2 separate regions of the Rattus norvegicus genome follow, and region 2 is linked to region 1. Evidence: chromatin contacts called from public Hi-C data. All regions are on one chromosome and are shown on one strand. Each heading gives the region's core, a stretch centred on a gene start, on an enhancer-like site or on the middle of the called end of the contact. The rest is flanking DNA. Distances are from core to core; before and after follow the strand shown.

Evidence for each region. A called contact is a pair of places that touch in the nucleus more often than the background predicts.
Region 2: a contact with region 1 is called in a Hi-C map of frontal cortex, with 2.2 times the contacts expected there. The contact joins two enhancer-like sites. A contact is called at or near these places in 4 of 12 Hi-C or Micro-C datasets (the A7r5 cell line, frontal cortex, hepatocytes and 1 more) and 1 of 1 datasets of contacts at active chromatin or transcription factors (oligodendrocytes).

What each region holds. Positions count from the first base shown.
Region 1 is chr9:49,547,534-49,552,713 of GRCr8, reverse strand. No RefSeq gene overlaps it. Among named protein-coding and RNA genes, the nearest start is that of Rfx8, 33 kb to the right of the region's middle. Within about 2 kb of position 2,228, at least 44 of the 93 cell types and tissues checked have an H3K27ac peak or open chromatin away from gene starts, as enhancers often do.
Region 2 is chr9:49,746,847-49,752,026 of GRCr8, reverse strand. All of the region lies in intron 2 of Map4k4 (mitogen-activated protein kinase kinase kinase kinase 4), which reads right to left. Among named protein-coding and RNA genes, the nearest start is that of Map4k4, 53 kb to the right of the region's middle. Within about 2 kb of position 3,251, at least 12 of the 93 cell types and tissues checked have an H3K27ac peak or open chromatin away from gene starts, as enhancers often do.

The sequences.
Region 1 (5,180 bases), core at 979-3,478:
AGTTCAAATTAGGGGTGTCCAGAACACTCCCCAAGACAGCACACACTATTGCTATCGCTCTTGGTTGCCCATCAGAGCTCGATGGTACAAGTGAGATGCTGAAGACACCATATACTTTCATAAGCAGACATGACGAAACCAGGATGGTACTAACCAGCAGGTCGCCACTCCTCACTGGCTTCAGAATATAGGAAAGTGCTTTGGAGGATGCAGGAGGTTGAGGGGTGGTTATCAAACTCTTCACCCACGAGAAAACTGTAAACCACGGTAGTGAGTGTGACAGTGGTGAAAACATTTTCACCAGACACCAACCACTTTCTGGGTGTATTTAAGGCCTGCTCCACAGGAAGAAACACGTTTAGCACTTTAAATATACCAAGAACCCAGGTTGGGGAGCTCATAGGCTCTAGGGGTGAGTCTGCCATTCTGCTAAGTGACATGGAATCAAACAGCCGTCTAAATCTATGTCTCTGTACTCACAGTAATGCAGCTCTCCGACTTGAGGTTAACACAGAAACTCACAACTGGTCAAAGTGCAGAGAAACGTGTCAGTGGGATGCTCAGCCACAGATGGGACATATATGCATCACAGCCCCTCCCCCACCAAAAGAGACCTGGTAGCAAGGTTGTCAGAGACAGGGGTCAGGGAGCCCAACTGGCTTCTCCGGGCGTGATGGGACCACTGTGTTCATGAACATAGGACATCTATGGCTGCCTAAGATTCTGTCTTGCCTAAGAATGCATGACATCAAGCTAGTTGACAATCCATCACGGACATGTGGGGGTGGTGGGGATAAGTCCCCTAACTGAGGCAGTTGATGGCTTCTGGAGATTTTTCTTTAAGGCTGTGGCCCCTAGTAGGTCAACCATGCTGCAGTATATGGCCCCATGCCCACAAGTAGATAGGCAGCAGGAACTGGGTTTGATGGGTTACTAAATGGGCTGGGTGACTCTTTGAGTTGGAGGCCAGCCTGGTCTACAGAGTTAGTCCAGGACTGCCAGGCCTACACAGAGGGACCCTGTCTTGGAAAACAAATGTGCAGGGACATGAAATTGGGTGGGGTGGAGGGTCTGGGAAGAGTTATAAGGAAAGGAAGGTGAATATGATCAATTTCACTGATGAAATTCTCAAAGAAATAGTCACATATATTTACAAAACAAGAACAACAACAACCTCAAAGCAAAACAGCAACGAGTTCAAATTAATGCTAGGCTGTGAGACAAGACGGGACATTGTAGAATCTTGTAACAGCCTGATCTTAGGTTCACGTGCTATGTCTAAAGCACACGATTGACAGTGCTAGAATGAACAGATAGTAATTTACCTTAGCATGTGTGGGCTAGCCTATGAGAGACCAGCCTTCCCCACTGAGCCTTAACCACTCCTGATGAGGTCCACAAGGAAAGCCAGTTCGGGCTTCTCTCTGACTGGGGTATTAATGGATCTGGTCCCTGAAATGGATTAAGTATTTGCATCTCTCTCTCCATAACTGTAGGTCAAACCATCATCTCTCGTGGCATAGAGTCTTCATCTGTCTTGTGAGGCCGTAGCGGAGTACATGAGGCTGGAGTATTTATGAATTTCGGGGATGCCCTTCTCAACCATTCAGGAGGCCAGGAGGCCAAGATCAAGAGGTTTCTCTCTGACAGGATCTTTTCTCTACATCTTTGCACAGCAGAGGCGATCGCACAGAGGAGACAGGAAGAGAAGAAGAGAGGGTTCCGACCTATCCTCTTTTCAGAACGACTCCTACGAGACTTGTTGACCTCTGGAATGCCAAGCTCTGGTGAACTCTACCTGTTGGCAGCATTTTGTCACAGGAGGCCAGACTGACTAAAATACGCTGCTCCCACAGCAGTGTATCTAGATCTACTCTAGAATTGGCTCACGTCCTCCAACAGAAGGTGGCTGTTGAGTTTGCTTTGTTGTTTGTGAGTGAGTCCACTACGTACCCCAGGTTGGCCTAGAACTCACGATCCTTCGCCTTGGCCTCACGAGCTGGGCTTGGGGATCCAACAGAGTTTCGGGTTTTGTTCATGTGTGGTAACAGTCATTGTGTGTGTAAGTTTACACAGACAAAAGCACTCTGCTCCTAACCCTCATCCCCAAAGTCACAAATCTACACTTAACCAGAGAAAATAGCCCCTCAGCACGACTTCCTGTATCCAGGGGCGGGACTGTTTTGTGCTTTCCTTCTTCTCTGCTGCTCATTGGCTGAGTCAGCCCTACCAGCCGCCCCTGGGCTTCTTTCCAAGTTTTCTTTACTACAAGTAGCAGGGACAAACTTTTTTTAAATACTGATTGCTTTTTCCTAGCTTTTAGAATCTTCGAAGTCAAAGAGTTCAAACCATCTTTAGCTTTTCTAACTAAGGGCATATCTACAAAAACCCACCATGTGCCTGCCCCTAAAGTGCCATGGAGCTGGAGTTACCCCAGCCCCACCAGTACAAGGTCTAGTCATTTCTCTTTATTCAATCTAGTTTGTGTAGTAAGCCTTGGGCTTGTTTCACTATTCATTTTTTTCTCTGTCCATGGTGTGACTCAGAAATCACTCTCTGTGTGTGCTTCCAGTCAGAGCTCTGACTAAAGACAAGTCTCGACATTCACTCCCCAGCCCTTTGCCTATGGTTTAATGTGGAGTTCGTTGCATGGTTAGTATGGCTACACTGCAGGAGATTTACCTGAATGAACTGTGAAGGAGAAGCAGAGAGCTAAACAGGAAGGCTAGGAAGCCGTCCTTCCCTCCTTCCCTCAGCAGGCATGCTCCTGAAAGGCGGCGTTCAGTGCAGGCCATCTAGTGGATCCTCCTGGGAAAAGTGCCCAGGGGGAGACAAGAAAACCGTTTGCCAGTGCAGGAAGATGGAGCCCAGCTCAGAGACTGGTGTTCTCACAGGAGGAAGACTACAGATCCTCCAACTGTTGGGGGCATGCTGTCCCTTCCCTCTTCCTGGCGTGGGTGTGTGGGAACCAGCAAGAATGAAGGCAGTCGTGCTGTCTGCTGGGAGTTGGGGCCTTAACTTTGACTTAGCATAAATTCTGACCAAGAACATCGCCCTGCCCCCCACCTCTCCTCAGCCCAGGGCCCCACTATACAGGATGTAATTCATCAACTGTTAGCTGAGGCCCCAGTGTGCCAAACAGACTGCTGGGACTGAGTCAGAAGGAGGGAAGAGACTGGCGTGAGACTGCTGTGACGACCTGGGTGTGGTCAGGTAGGTGGGACGTGAGGTCGCAAGGTCACGAGAAATACAGAGTCAGGGATGTTTTTACAAGATCAGTAGAATTGATTTTTAACCACACACTGTTCCTTATATTTAAACAAAACAAAACACACCTAGGTAATTAAAAAAATGACAAGAAACATACACACTGGTATGAAACTCCCCTTACATAATATGTATGTAACATGTAATACATAATATTCAATCTATATAGTATAGTGCCATGTATAGCATATGTATATATAAAAACTAACAATGAAATACAAAAAATATGGAATAAACAAAACTTGCATGTTTTCTGTACACATGCATGACCATTCCTGAGCAACCACCAATGTGTGATTCAGTTCCTGGAGGTGGAATCTGAGGCAGACTCAGGTGAGAGCATTTCGTCAGCGGGACCTTTTAGGAAGGAGCAGCACGAGCTCCATCACCGTTACCACTGCGAGCTGCCTCCATCATGACAGTCTCCTCTCTGAGTCTGCTGGGGAGGTGGTCACAGCCAGAACCCATGCTACCTTACAGGGTCCCTTACAGGGAGAGCATAGCGTCATGTTTGCATAGAACTAGCCTGCATCCTCCTGAGGCTTCGTGTGTCCCTAGCTGCCTTAGACTCCAGAGCAGCATGCTCTGGAGAAGCAGGACAAGACTCCCTACGTCTTCAATCCTGAAGTCCCTTCCAGAGATTTTTTTTGTTCCTTACTTGTCAAAACTGTCTATGTGCGGAGGCTTGGTTGTTAAGATCAGTTCTAGTTTCTAGAACTCCTCACAATTAGAGAGAGAGAGAGAGAGGAGAGAGGGGGGGGTAAGAAGGGGGAGAGGAAGGGAGAGTTAATTCACTCCAGATACCTGGCTCCCTCCTAGTTTTTCTCTGGCTTGACCACAGGGTGAACTCAGGACTGTGAATCATAAGACTAGCTCCATGAACACTCTGTTCCAAGACCCCAAACACGGAGAACTTTCCATGTTGCGTCCAGGTCTTCAGGAAGCTCGGTATTTCTCTGCACCCGCCAGCCTTGAAAGGAAGGCTTGTGTTCTGTAACTGTGTGTGTGTGTGTGTGTGTGTGTGGTGGAAGGGTGTTTAAATGCAGAAGCAGGCCCTTAAGTCCTGGTTTAGTGACTGGCAGCTTCAATCCATTTGGAGTTCCTGGGCCAGTTATGTGCCCTTCTTCCTGACAGCGTGCACTTAACAATCCTCATTGTACACGGTTGCCAGCTACCTGGCCCTGGGCCATTCCCACTGCCCAGGGAATACGGTTGCCCCTGTTGGCAGGCTCAGCACCCAGGAATGCAGATAGTTGTAGGAAGAAGGTACAGATGCCACCACCCCAAAAGAAACTCAGTCCTGTGTGAGTGGCTTCACCTTAGCCTTATCCTTTGGCCATGTGTGCTCAGAGGATAACTCACCCACAGCTGAACTCCACTCCCAACGTGGGAAGTTTGGGTTATACCTACTTTGCCGGGAGCCAGCCATCTCTGAGGTCAAGCTACTCAGGCAGGACAAACACTCTTTCTTGCGACTTCTGTTGTCCCCTTCCCTGCCACTTGTGACCAACAGTCAGCGTACGCCACAAAACCGTCTTAAGTGGGAGTCACTCTCTGGCCTCGGTGACCCACTCCATCAAAAACAGTATCAACTCAGCTGTTGGCCCTGGGCTCCCTCCCATCTGGCCTCTCACCTGCCTCGGGTCCTCTGTGTCCTTCAGGGAAGGAAAGGCTGTGTCAGGAAAGCACCCCACCCCCACCCCCAGGCCTTGGTGACCTGACACAGGAAGGGTTTCTGTCTTCCTGGTGTTATGTGTTCAGTACATGTGAGGGGGGATTTTCTACAATGAGGTAGGAGCCTAAGTAGAGGGGCCTCCTTTGCCCACAACACGGGGAGGAAGCAACGTGGAGAGTCACCCAGACTCCCACAACTTCTGCTCACATTTCAGCGGCCCCAGTGAACTACAGTGGGC
Region 2 (5,180 bases), core at 2,002-4,501, 200 kb before region 1:
CGCCCCGCCCCGTGGCTAAGAGCAGGCAGGCTCACAACTATGCAAAACTCATCCATAGGTCCTACTTCTTACCACCAGCATCTGCTGCCTCCTCCCGGTCTCCCAGGGCCAGTGCTTCCGACCAGCAGGCAGACAAAGGAAATGTTAAGAATGTAACATATTATGAGACCAGTCAGAACTTGTGTTTTAATAAAGAAGACAGAACACCTGTTCTCTGGAGAGTTTAAAGATTAGAAACCTCAATCTTGAATCATTCCCTCTTCTGGCAAAAGCAACTTCTCTGAAATAACACTAAAGAATATTGGTGGTGAGAGTGAAAAGCCACCAATATGATGACAATATGATTACTGGCTTACACCACGCCCCTCCACAATCAAAGACAAAGCTGAGCTAGCAAAGAAAAGTAAAATAAAATACACTATGTACCATGCTTTCTTTAAGGAACTGATATGAATGAGAAACTTTCTAAAACCCTGAATCCTTGAATACCATACAAAGGCTTTTACTGATGTCCCAGGGAAATTACTATGAACACCAGGTACTACCCAGTCCTGCAATTAGAACGTTTCAGGGAATTATTATACCTGGGAATATAAAAGCCAAGTCATCTGGACTCTCCATATCTGTTCTGTTGTTTAGAAACTGTCTCAAAACACAGCTTCTTACACTGTGGGTGCAGATCCCAAAAAGGGAACATAATTGAATCTGGGGTCTGGTGGTTTGAATATGCTTAACCCAGGGACTGGCACTATTAATAGGTGTGCCACTGTGGGCATGGGCTATAAGACCCTTATCCTAGCTGCCTGGGAGATAGTCTTCTTCTAGCAGCCTTCAGATGAAGATGTAGAGCTCTCAGCTTCTCCTGCGCCATACCCGCCTACATGCTGCCATGCTCCCACCTTGATGATAATGGACTGAACCTCTGAATTAAATGTTGCCCTTACCACAGAAAGACAAAAATTATTCCAAAATCAAATATTTGATTACAAGGTGTTTGTGGCATCATTGGGGATTCCCTGCAACCTGAGCTCCGGACACACACACACACACACACACACACACACACACACACACACACCCTGTACAGCATGTGTCAGATGCCATCGAACGCCAAGGAACAGTGCCTGAAATGCATGAGCTCAGAGTCTAGTTATTCATCTCTGGTGGATTGCGGTGTTTTACTCTAAGTACAGAGTTCTCTGTAAAAAAGAGAGGTGGGAGACAGCACATTGGGCAGTGTGTTCAGGTCCTCGTGAGAAGCTGGTCCCCATGTCATGTCAAAAGCTGGCCATGACAGCATGCACCCAGAAGGAACACTAGTACTGTGAGCAGAGACAAGATGATCCAAGGGGCTCACTGCCCAGCCAGTCCAGCCAATCAGTGAGCTCCAGTCAGTGAGACCCTATTCTGACAGAACTGACAAAGCACTCATGAGAGCCCTGATGTTGTCCTCTCATTCACACTAACCAACCATGCTAACAGGACCCCAGAGACAAGACATATGCAGACATGGGCAAACTGTAGGTAGGGACAGTCTCCCTCCCTTTACCAGGCTAGAAGCTGTTTCTTAGTGGTGGTTGTTATTTAAGGTGCTAGAAAAAAAGGGGAAGGAGGGAAAAAAGAGATGGCAAGTCACTAATTATTGAACTCTAAGTCCTCACCATCAATACCAATCCAGGCCTGCACATAGTGGGCAGTCAGCAAATGGTTTTCAACAAATAATAAAGAAGAGGAACCTGCCTTTGTACATGCAAGCTCAACAGGAGCCAGCCCCTTCGAGCCCCTGCGATGACCTCTCCTTCTAGGTAATTCCATGTAAGCAGTACCTCCCTTCAGACCATCCAGGGATGGTCAGTGAGTTACAACATCTTCACAGAACACACAATCTAAAGGAAGTGGGGAGGAGAAGGCAAAGGAGAGGAGGGGAAGGGGAGGGGGAGGAGAGGGCAGGGAGGGGACAGAGGAGGGGGAAGGAGGGGAGAGGGGAGAGAGGAAGAAGAGGAAGGGGAAGAGGGGGAGGAGGAGGGAAAGGAAGAAGAGTTGGGGGGGGGGGGAGATTGCCTCTCCAGGGCCAGACACCCCTGTTGTTCCTTACAGACACCAGCTGTCCCATGCACTCACCCTCGTATGCTGCGCTTGAAGAACAATACACAGGGAAGGTCAGGAATTTGCCTTGACATGGGAGTCTAAAGCCTACAGACTGAAAACTACAACCTTAATCCAACACTCAAAAACCAAGAGCTGTATAAAACGGGTGTGGGGGGGGAAGGGGGGGAGGGAACCCTAGTCACCATTAAAATTATTAAAATGTGATCATACAAAACCCAGATAGCTAGCTGGAGAGGCCCAGGGCCTGGCTTTGGAGAAGGCTTGTAGGACAGTCTAATCTGTGACCACCCACCTCACTCCACCCCGGTGCTTCCTCCAAGAGCACTCAGAGGAGTTATTTCCTAGCTCTCTCTTATCACTGGGAAATCAAAGGAAGAACACGCTGAAGGTTTTAGGGTGATGGATCCGTCCTAACTAGAGATTCACCGTTCCACACATGTTTTAAAAACTCTATTCAGGACTTGTGTGTACAGAGAAAACTAGAGCCACTTTTACTTGACAATTTGTTTGTTTGTTTAAGTAACTAAACTGAGGCAGAAATGACTCAATGCCCAGGAGGTGCCCAAGCCCTAGGTTCTATTTTCCTGTTTTCTCAGTGAGGGGCCCTCAAGACAGACAGACAGACAGACACATCCGCTCAGAGACTGCAGTGTTTCCGGGCATTGTCTTCCTCCCTTCCCACTTCCCTTCCCTTTTCCTGTTCTTTTACACCGTCACTGGAGAAATTCTGATTTTACAGTCCATGGTGATCTAGGATGTTCAGATGGGAAAATTTCAAAACCAAGACAGGTAGAATTCCTGCCTGGATGCTAGAATCTTCAGTGAACTGTATGGAGGGCCCAGTAATGCACAAAGAACATGAAATGAATAGCCACGCGACATCTATAAACACAACCCCACACCAACATGAATGTGGAGAACACTCCCCTGAAAACCAGATAAAGCAAAGCCTCGGATCCTCATCGGGGGCCATACCTGAACATTTGTTCAATGTCCTTTCAATGGACTCCCAGACAGGATTTGTGATTCCCAACAGAAGACTCTCAGGCTAAAGACAGGAGAGTCTGCTGAAGGCCTGGGCCCTGCCATGTTACATGGCTTAGAGGGCAACAAGCCCAGGAGAGAAACTGCTGACCTCACCTGGATCACACCCCAAGACCAGCCACAAAATCTCAGCCATCTGTCTGTCACAAGTGCACCCCTACCTCCCTCACTCTTGCCGATGTCCGCCTCATTCCTGACTGCCGCCTCTACATTAGGAAGAGCAGGTGTCCAGGAGGCCAGAGCCTTCCCTCATCACCCCTCCCACAATGCCAGTCTTCAACACAACGTGTGACTGAGGGATGTGACTGAGGGACGAATACAGGAAACAACATGGTGAATTAATTCCACTGGATCCTGGTACAGTTTATACCACTTGGTGACGCTGTCTGCCCAGCATGGCTGCCTATTCTAGCAATCTTAGTTCCAATGGTTGACAGCCAGAGAGACAATGAACAGCCCAAGAACCCCCTGGTTAGTCTTTCAGTCCAATGTAATGGAGAAGATTAAAGGAGAATACTGAGTCCTAGCTTCTTAACAAACAAGGCCAGGAGGAAGATAAGCTGTTGCCAATCAGTGTCTGCATTGCCAGAGTTTTACACAATAATATTTTTATTCTGTAAAAAATGCAAAATGAGTCAAATTCAAAAATTTCAAAATACAAAATGGTGATGCATGTCTATAATCCCAGCACTTGGGAGACTAGGATAAATAGAAGGATCCAGGCCAGGCCAAGCCTCTCTTATATCTGGAAGTGCTGCCTCAAAATATGTGTGAGTGAGTGAGTGTGCATGCATGTGTAAGATTCATTATATTAAACTATTACTATGATTATGACGTTACTATGATTATAAAGACAGCCACATGGTTAAACAGCTTAAATAACTGTAGTAATAAATAAATACCAAGGGAAAACCACACAAATAAATAAAACAGTATGAAAAAATTAAGAAAATCTATGTTTCAATTAGCTATTCAAAAAAAGTTCAGAATTAACTTTATATCAAGCAACTGTATACTTTGTATTTTATATTAACCCTGCCCTCAAGAGGCAGTAGTATCCACAGGGGCAGGGAGGGAAGGAACTGTGGTCTGGGTACTAATAGTGTATATTACAGCTCACTCTGGCCATTACTAGCTCAGCAACAGTCATTAAAGCAACTCTCATACCTAAGTAAAGGATAAGACGGCCCACCATCATTCCAGCCCCAGTTAGAAGGGAGCACCTAAGTGAGGGAGAGGCTGCCCCGAGCCCACAGCTAAAACACTCTCAACACGGAAAAGCTGCAGCCTGGAGAAAAGACCTGCAGCTGCACCACCAAAGGAAACACTCGGGCTCACACCAAAAAGTACCACAGCTGAACTTCCCAAGGCCTGAGATTAAACAGTACGGTTATTTTGGAGATTACAGACTATGGCACACCAAGGCCAATGGCACCAAAGCAAGTTGGTCAAAGAATAAGCCAAGGGCTCATTCTGAAAATTAACTGCAAACTAGAGGCTAGGGAGAAAACGGCACTTAGAGAAATAATAAACTCTGTAATCCTGAATTAGTTGGGAGGATCTAATAAATACCAGGTTAATGACAACACCTTTCCACTCATCTTGCAGCGGGATAACATACTTCTGAAAGGAGTCTAAAACAAACCATTGCAGCTCTCATTTGACCAGACCTTGTCAACACATCTCTCAATGAAAAGAGTCTGCCTGACCTACAAGCAGAGTTTAGAAACACTATTTCCTAATACAGGAAACATAAAGGGAAGTGAAGACAAAGATGCCAAAGCTGAAAACAAATGAGAAAGATACAACCAGTAGTTAAATTTTTAAAGAAAACTCTGAAAGGGGGGAGGAAAGACCCTCAACTATGAGAAGACACCAAAGCTGTCTATTGCATGTATATTTATCCTACGGGGACAAGGCCAAATCTCAATGAGGGAGAGCTGGATGCTGCTCAGGCCCCCGGGGACATCCCCTTAAGACATTTATGTTCATGCTTATCTTGGAAAGAGTAAACGACTCAGGTGAAT